Linked DNA regions of Zea mays: all the other regions are linked to region 1. The links are chromatin contacts, called in public Hi-C maps. All regions are on one chromosome and are shown on one strand. The core of a region is the stretch at or near the end of the contact, and the rest is flanking DNA. Distances in the headings are between cores, read along the strand shown.

Evidence for each region. Hi-C and Micro-C count contacts between places; a contact is called where the count stands out from the background.
Region 2: a contact with region 1 is called in a Hi-C map of leaf mesophyll, with 2.8 times the contacts expected there. The contact joins two enhancer-like sites. A contact is called at or near these places in 2 of 25 Hi-C or Micro-C datasets (bundle sheath and leaf mesophyll).
Region 3: a contact with region 1 is called in a Hi-C map of bundle sheath, with 2.7 times the contacts expected there. The contact joins two enhancer-like sites. A contact is called at or near these places in 2 of 25 Hi-C or Micro-C datasets (bundle sheath and endosperm).

The regions. Positions count from the first base shown.
Region 1 is chr1:152,299,027-152,302,820 of Zm-B73-REFERENCE-NAM-5.0, reverse strand. No RefSeq gene overlaps it. Among protein-coding and RNA genes, the nearest start is that of LOC103639495, 51 kb to the right of the region's middle. Within about 2 kb of position 1,395, at least 20 of the 20 cell types and tissues checked have an H3K27ac peak or open chromatin away from gene starts, as enhancers often do. A contact at or near this core is called in bundle sheath and leaf mesophyll, where this site is marked.
Region 2 is chr1:152,603,552-152,607,264 of Zm-B73-REFERENCE-NAM-5.0, reverse strand. No RefSeq gene overlaps it. Among protein-coding and RNA genes, the nearest start is that of LOC103639529, 31 kb to the right of the region's middle. Within about 2 kb of position 1,619, at least 19 of the 20 cell types and tissues checked have an H3K27ac peak or open chromatin away from gene starts, as enhancers often do. A contact at or near this core is called in bundle sheath and leaf mesophyll, where this site is marked.
Region 3 is chr1:152,653,577-152,657,114 of Zm-B73-REFERENCE-NAM-5.0, reverse strand. No RefSeq gene overlaps it. Among protein-coding and RNA genes, the nearest start is that of LOC103639529, 81 kb to the right of the region's middle. Within about 2 kb of position 2,139, at least 18 of the 20 cell types and tissues checked have an H3K27ac peak or open chromatin away from gene starts, as enhancers often do. A contact at or near this core is called in bundle sheath, where this site is marked.

The DNA of each region.
Region 1 (3,794 bases), core at 146-2,645:
AAAGTAGCCAAATGACAAATAAATAAATACGTGAATGTGCATTCCATGCTGGGTTCTTGTATGTTTGCATTTATATTCAAATTGTGAGATAAATTTAAGTTTCAAACTTTAGAATTTGGAAATAAAAGAGAAAAGAGAGGACAAGTTATTCTCTGCAAGAAATTTAAAGAATACCCTTAAATATATTCAAGATAAAGTGGCTCTTGGTAAAAGAGAAAACATTGTTTTTCCGTAAACAAGTAAGGTAATGAATATTTAATTTTCTTCTTACTTGGGATTTGATCAAACACACTCAAGAGTAATAATTATTCCTAAAAAGAAAAAAAAGGCATAATATACTTTGAACCTTTAACTAAACAAAGGAAACAAAATAATTGAAATAAATATATATAAGGCTATAAAAATATGTACTTTGCCTTCATGATTTTGGATGTTGCATTTAGATTAGAAATTGAAACTCATATTTGAATTTGAATCTAAATTGAGATTGGTAAAGGAAACATAAAAGAAAATATAAAAAAACTACCTGCTTACCTGGACCGAATTCCCCTTTGCCCGGCCCACTCATCTACCTCCAAAGCCCACTGCTGCACACCTCCACGTCTAGGTCAAGCCGACGTTTGGGCCCCACTTGCAGTCCCTCTCCGCTCTCCCTCACCTACCGTGTCGTGTCCGGACTTCTGAACGCGTGTCACCCACCTCACACTAACATGCAGGGCCCACTAGCCAGCCTTCCCCAATGCAGCCTCGCGGGAGTCACTGACAGGCGGGCCGTATTGGGTAGGATCTCCTGCTCCCTTCCTTCATCGTGATGTGCGAGCAAAAACATAACAAACCAACAGAAATCCTTAGAGTTCGGGAGGATCCGTTTGCTCGCCCCCATAGGGAATCCTTCATGGAATATATATACAACCCAGGACCCTGCTCATCCCCTGAAGTCGCGACAGAAGCCGCCACCAGAGTACCGAGAGCCGAGCGGGGGGAGGCAAAGAGTGTCACCGCCGCGTGTAGATTTACGATTGCGTCGTCGCCGCAGCTTCTGCGGTTTCCTGGGCGCTTCACTAGGGAGCACTGACCTTGATCGTGGTCGTTTCGGGTGTCGGAAGCTGCAGCTTGGTGTGAATTTTCTTGTCGGAGTAATTCCCCAGCCGCCAGGCTGCCATATGTCGCCGCCTGAGCTCCATGCTGCTCAATTTTTGCTAAGCTAGCTCCTACCGATTTTCTCGCGATCCCCATTTCCTATTGAGCTTGTCGATCGGATGACGTATGCCTCGAGGCGGTCGCCTTTGTGCTCACCAGGGACCTCCCCCATCGCGGCGGTGCCTGCACCACCGTCCCGAGCGGTGGTGAGGACGACGATGGCCTCATGGCCCTTTGATTAGATACGTGCGGTCGTGATAACCCTCCATTGCTTTATTGTCCCATGGTCATGGATCTGTGCATCGACAGTTACGATTAGATGAGAGAGTAACTTTTCGCGACGTCGAATCATTGTCGTTTGATGGAAATCGAGTGGCCGCAGTTTGATGTACCAGTTAACTATAAACTAGATCTAATCTGAGCCTTCGGTAGGATATCGGATGGATAGGGATCACAGATACCCCTCTGGATCGGACACTTTGCATAAGAGCCCTCCTGGAAATTGGAAACTAATCCGCTGTCTGTTTCTCATTGTAAAGAAAATAGAATTTAATGGATACTTTGCATATAAACCCCTGGAAGCCGTTTTTAGGTATAAAATTAACCCTAAATAACCTAGAATCTTGTTTAGCCCATATAACATCCGTTTTAACTCCGATTTACTCCGTTCCAATTGCGATGGTTTCATAATGACATCTTCCACACAATAACAACATTAGTTTTATCATGTCGCATATTTTTTTATGGATATAGTTTAAATTTATGTTTAGTAAATTGAACATGCTAATCAAAATTAACCTATCTACGTTTATAACCTGGCTATACTTATAATTTGACTAGAATATGACCTCTACTCCCGTTATAACTTAGATTATAATTGAATTATGTATTTATTTAGAATATTATTTTCATATGATTTATGTTAATTAATATAGAATATACTTTCAAACTGTTTGATCATCTAAAACTTCAGAAAACCCTATCCTATCAACCGTAGCTACAACTTTAGTTGTTTTCGATCTCACGACCTCGTAGTAGCACGTAGATCAGGTTGAAGATGTAGCCCGAAGGTGATAAGAATGGATGATGAAGCTATAGCCGAAGAGCTTTGGTTTGATGTGATGACGAAGACCAAGTATGATGATGACCGAAAAGAGACAAAGACTACTCAGTCCTCAATGATCTGTGTTATGATTATAGATGAATGTCAGGGGCATAAATGTAATTTTACCCGGGCTGCGTCCCGTGCCTATAAATAGATGAACAGTAGCACCGTATTGTTCACGCTGAATTGTAATCTCCCCCGCGTCAGTGCCTTCGAGCAAGCCGAAGGTATCAATGTAATATATATTTTGTTAATACTCATATATACTTTATGGAATGCAGATACGAATGGATTAATGAGGTGTACTCATTATATTTATCCTTGTGTATTCTTATTTATCTATAACATGATGCAGACATGTCCTTCATGACCTTCGTCTAATGATCATTATATCTGCGAGGAGGTAATGTTTCGGAAGACGAAGGTTCTTAATACCTAGCAAATGTGTTGCCTTGTTCTTGATTCACATCATTTGAGAACAAGTGACCAACAATTATAATTTAAAGAGGTGAAAAAACAATTATATTCAACATAAAAACTTAGCTAAAACTTTATAAAGTTAAACTTCAAAACTTAGTAAGCACTAACATAACTTTTCTCAGTTTTTCTTGAGATAAAATAGTGCACAAATATTTACATCATTATTCTCCTACAAACGATAGAAAAATAAAAAAGATTAAACAAAGTTACCGTTGGCACTATGCTTTAAGGGCATCCAGCCTATATTGATCCAGTCTAGATGACCTGTCAGCCCTCCCCCCTCCACGTGAACGCTACGCTGCAACATGGTTCTAGGTCATGAGAGCATTTCCCCACATGGGCAAAAAGTAGGCTTGGTCACCATGTGCCCTTGGATGCTAATCTGATGGTCATAGTGCCTCTGTGTTCAATCCCAAATCATATAAAATGCAAGATTTTCACTGCCACCGGGGAAATTCTAACTAGTATTTCTCCTTGGCGCGACGTTCTCTTCTCCCTCTCCCTTCACAAGCGAAACTTCTCCACGTTCTCCTCTAACTCAAGTGAGAAAGAGCATGGTTGAGGCATGGCACTACCCGTAGGGCCCCTCGCCGGTGTGCGCACTCTCCTTTGGGCTGAGTGCACTGCCATTGAGTGGCCACTTGGTGGTGCCATGAGTGCCCATGGACACGATGTGGCACATAAGGCCAGTGGCACTGCCGCCATCTACCCTGGTCTTTTATGACCAGATAAGTATTTTACCCTTTTCCATTCCTCTCTATGTGTACTCGAGGTGGGGTTAGGGGTAGGGTTAGGGTTAGTGGAAACCAAGTGAGGGTTCCATCTTTCCTCTCTATTTCTTACCTTATAATGACAAATCCAAAGCTTAGGGGTTTGCTCGGATTTGCTTAAAAGCCTAAGGGCTAATGACATCTTGGGTTAAGATCCACGAACATACTAGCTCTGGTACCATTGTTAGACATCAAAAAGTGATCTGGTGCTCAAAACCCTAACCACTATATACAATAGAAGACAAGTTTTACCTTCAGCATTAGATGGAAAAGCCATTAGGGCAGTGGTGCTTGAACCG
Region 2 (3,713 bases), core at 370-2,869, 300 kb before region 1:
ATGGATTTCATTGTCAGGTTGCCTCGCACCCCGAAAGGGTATGATTCCGTATGGGTGATCGTGGATAGATTAACCAAAGTGGCTCACTTCATTCTGGTCAAGACTACTTACAAGGGTTCTCAGTTGGCAGAGTTATACATGGCTTGAATTGTGTGCTTACACGGTGTACCGAAGAAGATTGTTTCTGACCGAGGATCTCAATTTACCCTCAAGATTTTGGAAGATCCTTCATGAGAACATGGATACAAAGTTGAACTTCAGCTCGGCCTATCACCCCCAAACTGATGGCCAGACTGAGAGAACTAACCAAGTACTTGAGGATATGTTAAGAGCTTGTGCCCTTAAGCATGGGGGCAGTTGGGACAAGAGTCTACCGTATGCTGAGTTCTCTTATAATAATAGTTACCAGGCCAGTCTGAAAATGTCACCATTTGAAGCTTTATATGGCAGAAAGTGCAGAACTCTTCTATATTGGGATCAGACTAGTGAAAGGCAGTTCTTTGGGCCTGAGATTATTCAAGAGGCAGAAGTGCGGATGATCCGGGAGAACTTGAGGATAACACAGACTCGGTAGAAGAGCTATGTTGATAACCGAAGAAGACCACTGGAATTTGAGGAGGGTGACCACGTGTACCTCAAGGTGTCACCAATTCGTGGAATGAGAAGATTCAAAGTTAAAGGCAAGCTATCCCCTTGCTTTATTGGACCCTTCAGAATCTTTAGGCGAGTTGGGGAGATGGCGTACCAGCTTGAGCTACCAGATCATTTGTCTGATCTGCATGATGTGTTCCACGTGTCTCAACTCAAGAAGTATCTCCGTGTCCCAGAGGAACAGTTACCAATGGAAGAACTTAGTGTGCAAGGCGATCTAACTTACACGGAGTATCCTATCAAGATCATTGACACTATAACTCGGGTTACAAGAAATAAAGTGATCAAAAAGTGCAAAGTGCAATGGAGTCACCATGGTGAAGATAAGGCTACTTGGGAGAGAAGAAGGGCTTCGAATAGAATTTCCCCATCTTTTCCCTAGTTCCTCCTAATCTCGAGGTCGAGATTATTTTAAGGGGGGGTAGGATTTGTAATACCCAGATTGTAAATAATAAGAAAAGAGTTGATCTCATTATATGTTTTGCCCTCTACTTATTAGAACATAGGAATAACCATAATTAAAGTGAACAATTAACCAATCGCACATAAATAATCTATGCATCATGTTGGAGCTTATTTGTGTGTGCATTTAATAATAATAACAATAATATTAATAGAAATACATTAATGTCCAATTTGGAATTTAGGACCTAATTTGCAATTTAGAATTTGGATAAAGAGAAGGAAAATACTATGCAAAATAAAGAAAATAAATATATCAATAAATAAAATCCTTCCATACTGGTATGTTCAATTTGTACATTTGATATAGAAACAAAAACTCACAACAAAACTTGGATTTAAATTTGAGATTCAAAAATAAAGAGAAAAGAAAAGCAAAAAAGAAATGGCGCTTTGGGCTAGATTCACCGGCGCCTGCCCATCTACGTCTCCACGCAGCCCAACTGGGCATGTGCACGTGCACCGACACCCCAGCCCCCCTCGTCAGCCAGACGCGCCGGGCGCCACTGCGTATGGGGCCCGCGCGCCAGCCGGTCTTCACTTTGTGCTGTTTCTGTCTCACTGACAAGTGGGCCGCGGTGGGCAGAAATTCCCGTCTTCCAGCTAACCGCGACGCCGCGCTTGTCCGAACTCGCCGCCGTGGATTTCGGAAATCGTGTAACGGATTGGGCCCATGTGGCGCAGTCGGGGCCGTCTGGTACTGTTAAATAGGTCGCCCCCTCTCCACATGTCCGTTCGGTCACCACTATCTACCCAAACCACTAGTGCCGGCAATCTCGCGTAGAGGTGGGCAGAGCATCACCGGAGTTGGCCGCTTCACCGACGTGGCAACTGCGGTGCCGTAGGAGACTCGACGTCGGCCGCGTGGTGTACACCTAGATCTTGGGGCGGGTCGATTTGGTGGCTGGGGCGCCAGGGGGAGCTCGTCGGCGACAAGAATCGCTGCGCTTCCCCCCTGCATCGTGGACAACCACCTGTGAACGCTTTCCCTTCGGTATGTACCTACCCGACCCCTCATCCTGGTAATTGACTTCATGTCGCGTAGCCTTAGGCTGGTTATAACTCGCGGGATGGCCTTGAATTGCTCATCTGCGTTCGGTGGCGGCCAGTGATCAACGTCTCTCGGGGGCAGGTATACCGGGTGACCAATTAGTGGTCTTCTGGCGTTCGGTGGATGGGCTAAGGGCGGATCAACATGATAATTCGCGTCGGGGTAGGGGGGGGGGGGCGCGAGGGGATGATCGTAGGGTCACCGGAATCGTCAACACCACGGAATGCCGGCGGCGCCACCCTGGTTCGGTCAATTAGGGTGACTATGGGGTTGCTGGCACCGTTGGATTCCGTAGCGACAGCTGAGATTGGATCCTAGCGTAACGATTGGGGCAAGGGGATCAGAACCGTTAAGATCCGATCGGGCGGATCAAGGCGACTCCGGGGCAAATAAGATCCGTGCCGTAGATTTTGGATCCTAGGGTCGGCATCGCGTACCAGTTCGCTAGTTAAATCTAATCTTGGCCGTTTAGGGGAGATCGGAAGGATAGTATCAGCCGATACCCTTTCAATCAGACGTTTTGCAAAAGAAACCTGAGAAAAATAGGAACTAACCCGCAGTCCATTGAGCATAGTAAAGATTTTAAATCTAAGTCTTGGGGATTTTATGAGTTAGCCCCTGAACTTCCTGGTATTTGTGCGCGCAGTCCAGACACTTAATAAATCAGAGGAATTAATATAGAAAATGATTTTTAGTGTTTAAATAATCCCAGAACTTGTTTAATTCATATAAAATTTATTTTAACTCCTTTTTAACCCATTCCAGTTGCATTAATTTGGTAACAATATTGTTTATCACTTGGTAACTCTGTTTTAGCATGAAACCTAGATTAAAATTGATCACTTGGTTATTTTTGTACCAAAAACATAAAATATTCGGAAAATCATAACTTATCATACGTAACTCCGAATTTAGTGATTCTTGAACCTACGATATCGTTACGATGTATAGAATATTATCATGCATTATGTAATACCCACTTTGTAAGAAAAATGTAAAAGGAGAAATTATATTCCATCTCTATTTATCATTTCATGTGAACAACTCATTTAAAAACAAAGGATTAATAAAACTCATTAAAATTGTGCATCATGCTGAGGCTTTATGTTGTGTGCATTTTGTGACAACAATGTAAAAATAAATAAATAAATATGTTAATACCCAAATTACAATTTAAATCCTAAAAGAAAATTCTAGAATTGAAACAAGAGAAGAAAATACTTACAGAGAAGATCAAATAAATATAAAATAATCCAATCAAGTTCCTATTGGTATTTGAAATTATAAAGTTAATTTAAGTATGAACTTCACACTTATAAATTCAAATTTGGGATTTAAATTCGAAATTAAAAGAGAAAAAAGGGAAAATATAAAAGAGAAATGAATGAAACGCCTAACTGGGCTAGTTGCACCCATTTCGGCCCACCAGACACGAACACAGTGCGGCCTAGAACAGTGGGCGTCGCCGACATGTGGGCCATCCAGGTCAGTCGCGCCCGCGTCTTCCTCCTCTCCGTTACACCGACCCGTGGGGCCCAGCTGCCTGTTG
Region 3 (3,538 bases), core at 890-3,389, 350 kb before region 1:
CAAACATAAACACAAGCAAACACATTAGTCCACATGTTACGTTGATCATCAAACACCAAAACCTTTTGAGACAAATGGCCTGGGGTCCATTTTCCTTACACCCATTAGCACTATTCAACACAGGTCATAACAACCCTTGATCCGAAGCTTCAGTTATGATGGAATTCAAAATGTCCAAAACCAAAATGAACAACATAGGAGATAGTGGATCAACTTGACGAAGGTCTCTTTGATGATAGATCAATCCCCTCGGCTCACTATTTACAAGGACTCTGGTGGAGGAAGAGCGCAGCAGTTTGGAAACCACAACACACCAAAAAGGCTCAAAACCCATATGTCTAAGCACCTCAAAAAGTAAAGGCCAAGAAACTGAATCGAAGGCCTTGCTAATATCTAACTTCAGTAGAATCATGTCGTTTTTTGCAAATACAATGCCTTGGCGGTTTGCTGCAACAACATAATAATTGTCATGTATGCACCTGCCTTTAACAAACTTACTCTGACTTGTAGCGACCAAATTGGACAATTTTGGAGCAAGACGAACTGCTAGCACCTTGGAGACAATTTTAGTAAAACTGTGAATAAGGCTTATGGGACGAAAGTCATTGACCTCTACGTGTCATACCTAGATTGTAAATAATAAGAAAAGAGTTGATCTCATTATATGTTTTGCCCTCTCCTTATTAGAACATAGGAATAACCATAATTAAACTGAACAATTAACCAATGACACATAAATAATCTATGCATCATGTTGGAGTTTATTTGTGTGTGCATTTAATAATAATAACAATAATACTAATAGAAATACATTAATGTCCAAATTAGAATTTAAGACCTAATTTGCAATTTAGAATTTGGAGAAAGAGAAGGGAAATACTATATAAAATAAAGAAAATAAATATATAAATAAATAAAATCCTTCCATACTGGTATGTTCAATTTGTACATTTGATCTAGATACAAAAACTCACAACAAAACATGGATTTAAATTTGAGATTCAAAAATAAAGAGAAAAGAAAACAGAAAAGAAAAGAAAAAAAGAAATGGGTGCATCTGCGTCTCCACACGCAGCCCAACTGGGCCAGTGCGCCGACACCCCGGCCCCTCTCGTCAGCTAGACGCGCCGGGCGCCACTGCATATGGGGCCCGCGCGTCAGCCGATCTTCACTCTGCGTCGTGTCTGTCTCGCTAACAAGTGGGCTGCGGTGGGCAGAAACTCTCGTCTTCCAGCTAACCGCGACGCCGCGCTTGTCCGAACTCTCCGTCGCGGATTTCGACAATCATGCAACGGATTAGGCTGATGTGCCGTAGTTAGGGTCGTCTGGTACTGTTAAATAGGTTGCCCCTCTCCACCTGTCCGTTCGGTCACCACTATCTACCCAAACAACCAGTGCCGGCAATCTCGCGTAGAGGAGGGTAGAGCATCACCAGAGTTGGCCGCTTCACCGACGTGGCAACTGTGGTGCCGTAGGCGACTCGTCGTTGGCCGCGTGGTGTACACCTGGATCTTGGGGCGGGCCGATTTGGTGGCTAGGGCACCAGGGGGGAGCTCGTCGGTGACAAGAATCACCGCGCGTCCGCCTTGTATCGTGGACAACCACCTGCTACGCTTTCCCTTTGGTATGTACCTACCCGAGCCCTCATCCTGGTAATGGACTTCATGTCGCGTAGCCCTAGGCTAGGTATAACTCGCGGGATAGCCTTGAATTGCTCATCGGCGTTTGGTGGTGGCCAGTGATCCGTGTCTCTCGGGGGCAGGTATACCGGGTGACCAACTGACCAATTAGTGGTCTTCTGGCGTTCGACAGATGGGCTGATGGCGGATCAACATGATAATTCGTGTCGGGGTACCGGGGGCGCGCCAGGGGATGATCGCGGTGTCACCGGAATCATCACTACCGCGGAATGCCGACGGCGTCGCCCTGGTTCGGTCAACAGGGGCGTCGGGGGCGACCATGGGATTGCTGGCACCGTTGGATTCCGTAGCGACGGCTAAGATTGGATCCTGGCGTAACGATTGGGGCAAGGGGATCAGAACCATTAAGATCCGATAGGGCGGATCGGGGCGACTCCGGGGCAAGTAAGATCCGTGCCGTAGATTTTAGATCCTGGGGTCGGCATCGCGTACCGGTTCGCTGGTTAATAAATCTAATCTGGGCCGTTCAGGGGAGATCAGATGGATAGTATCAGCCGATACCCTTTCAGTCATACGTTTTGCAAAAGAACCCCGAGAAAAATAGGAACTAACCCGCATAGCATTGAGCATAGTAAAGAGTTTAAATCTAAGTCTTGGGAATTTTATGAGTTAGTCCCTGAACTTCCTGGTATTTGTGCACGCGGTCCAGACACTTAATAAATCAGAGGAATTAATATAGAAAATGATTTTTAGTGTAAAAATAATCCCAAAACTTGTTTAATTCATATAAAATTTATTTAACTCCTTTTTAACCCATTCCAGATGCATTAATTTGGTAATAATATTGTTTATCACTTGGTAACTCTGTTTTAGCATGAAACCTAGATTAAAATTGATCACTTGGTTATTTTTGTACCAAACACATAAAACCTTCGGAAAATCATAACCTATCATTCGTTACTCCGAATTTAGTGATTCTTGAACCTACGATCTCGTCACGATGTATAGAATATTATCATGCATTATATCTCTTTGTTTGGTGTGATGTTAATTTCCCTTATACTATGTTTGTTTGTATTGTTTCAAGTAGACGAGCAAGTGATCGAGGATCCCGGTACCTAGCAGGTGGAAATTGCTGAGCAGGAGCTCATTAAAGGAAAGTTGTGCCCTTGACCACTTTTATTTATCCAATAATGTTCTCTATATTCATTTTGGCATGCATAGGCTTAATTTTGATGGGACCCAATATGTCACCCTAGTTTGGTCATCTTTACACCTGGTTTACCCCTGAACTTTTGGGTAGTCTTTGCTATTGCTATATGTGGTTTGGGTGTTGAGATAACTATTACACATGCTCATTCTTTATTATAATCTTTCTATTTTGTTCATAATAAGACTATTATGTTAATTGGAACATGGAGATTAACTTGACAAACATGTGCCACCACAAGGGTGGAATGGGACGCCTTGGCTGACTAATTAGAAAAGGTAGTGGAGGTCTACCTTATCCGAAAGGGGCAAGGGCAGTAGGGGAGTTGTCGGTGTAGGGAGGTTCTCTAGTTGATTTTGCTGCGATGGCGGTCAGACAGGGGATTCCTGCATTGCGCTCCCTAAAATTGTAGCGGGTTTTCTAAAGCTAGTGGAACTTTATAAAGGCCTCATAGTGTTACCCTGCCTCATATCCTCGGTAGAGATGAATGGGACTTCTAGACCCCTTGGCAACCGGGTGACATGACTTGTGGGTAAAGGGTACAACCTCTGTAGAGTGTAAAACTGGTATACTAGCCGTGCTCGCGGTCATGAGCAGATCATGACTCTCGCATGATTAATTTATGGAATTAAATTCAATTTGTCATTTGCATCGCATTGTGGTTTTATTATTACTTTTGATCTATTAT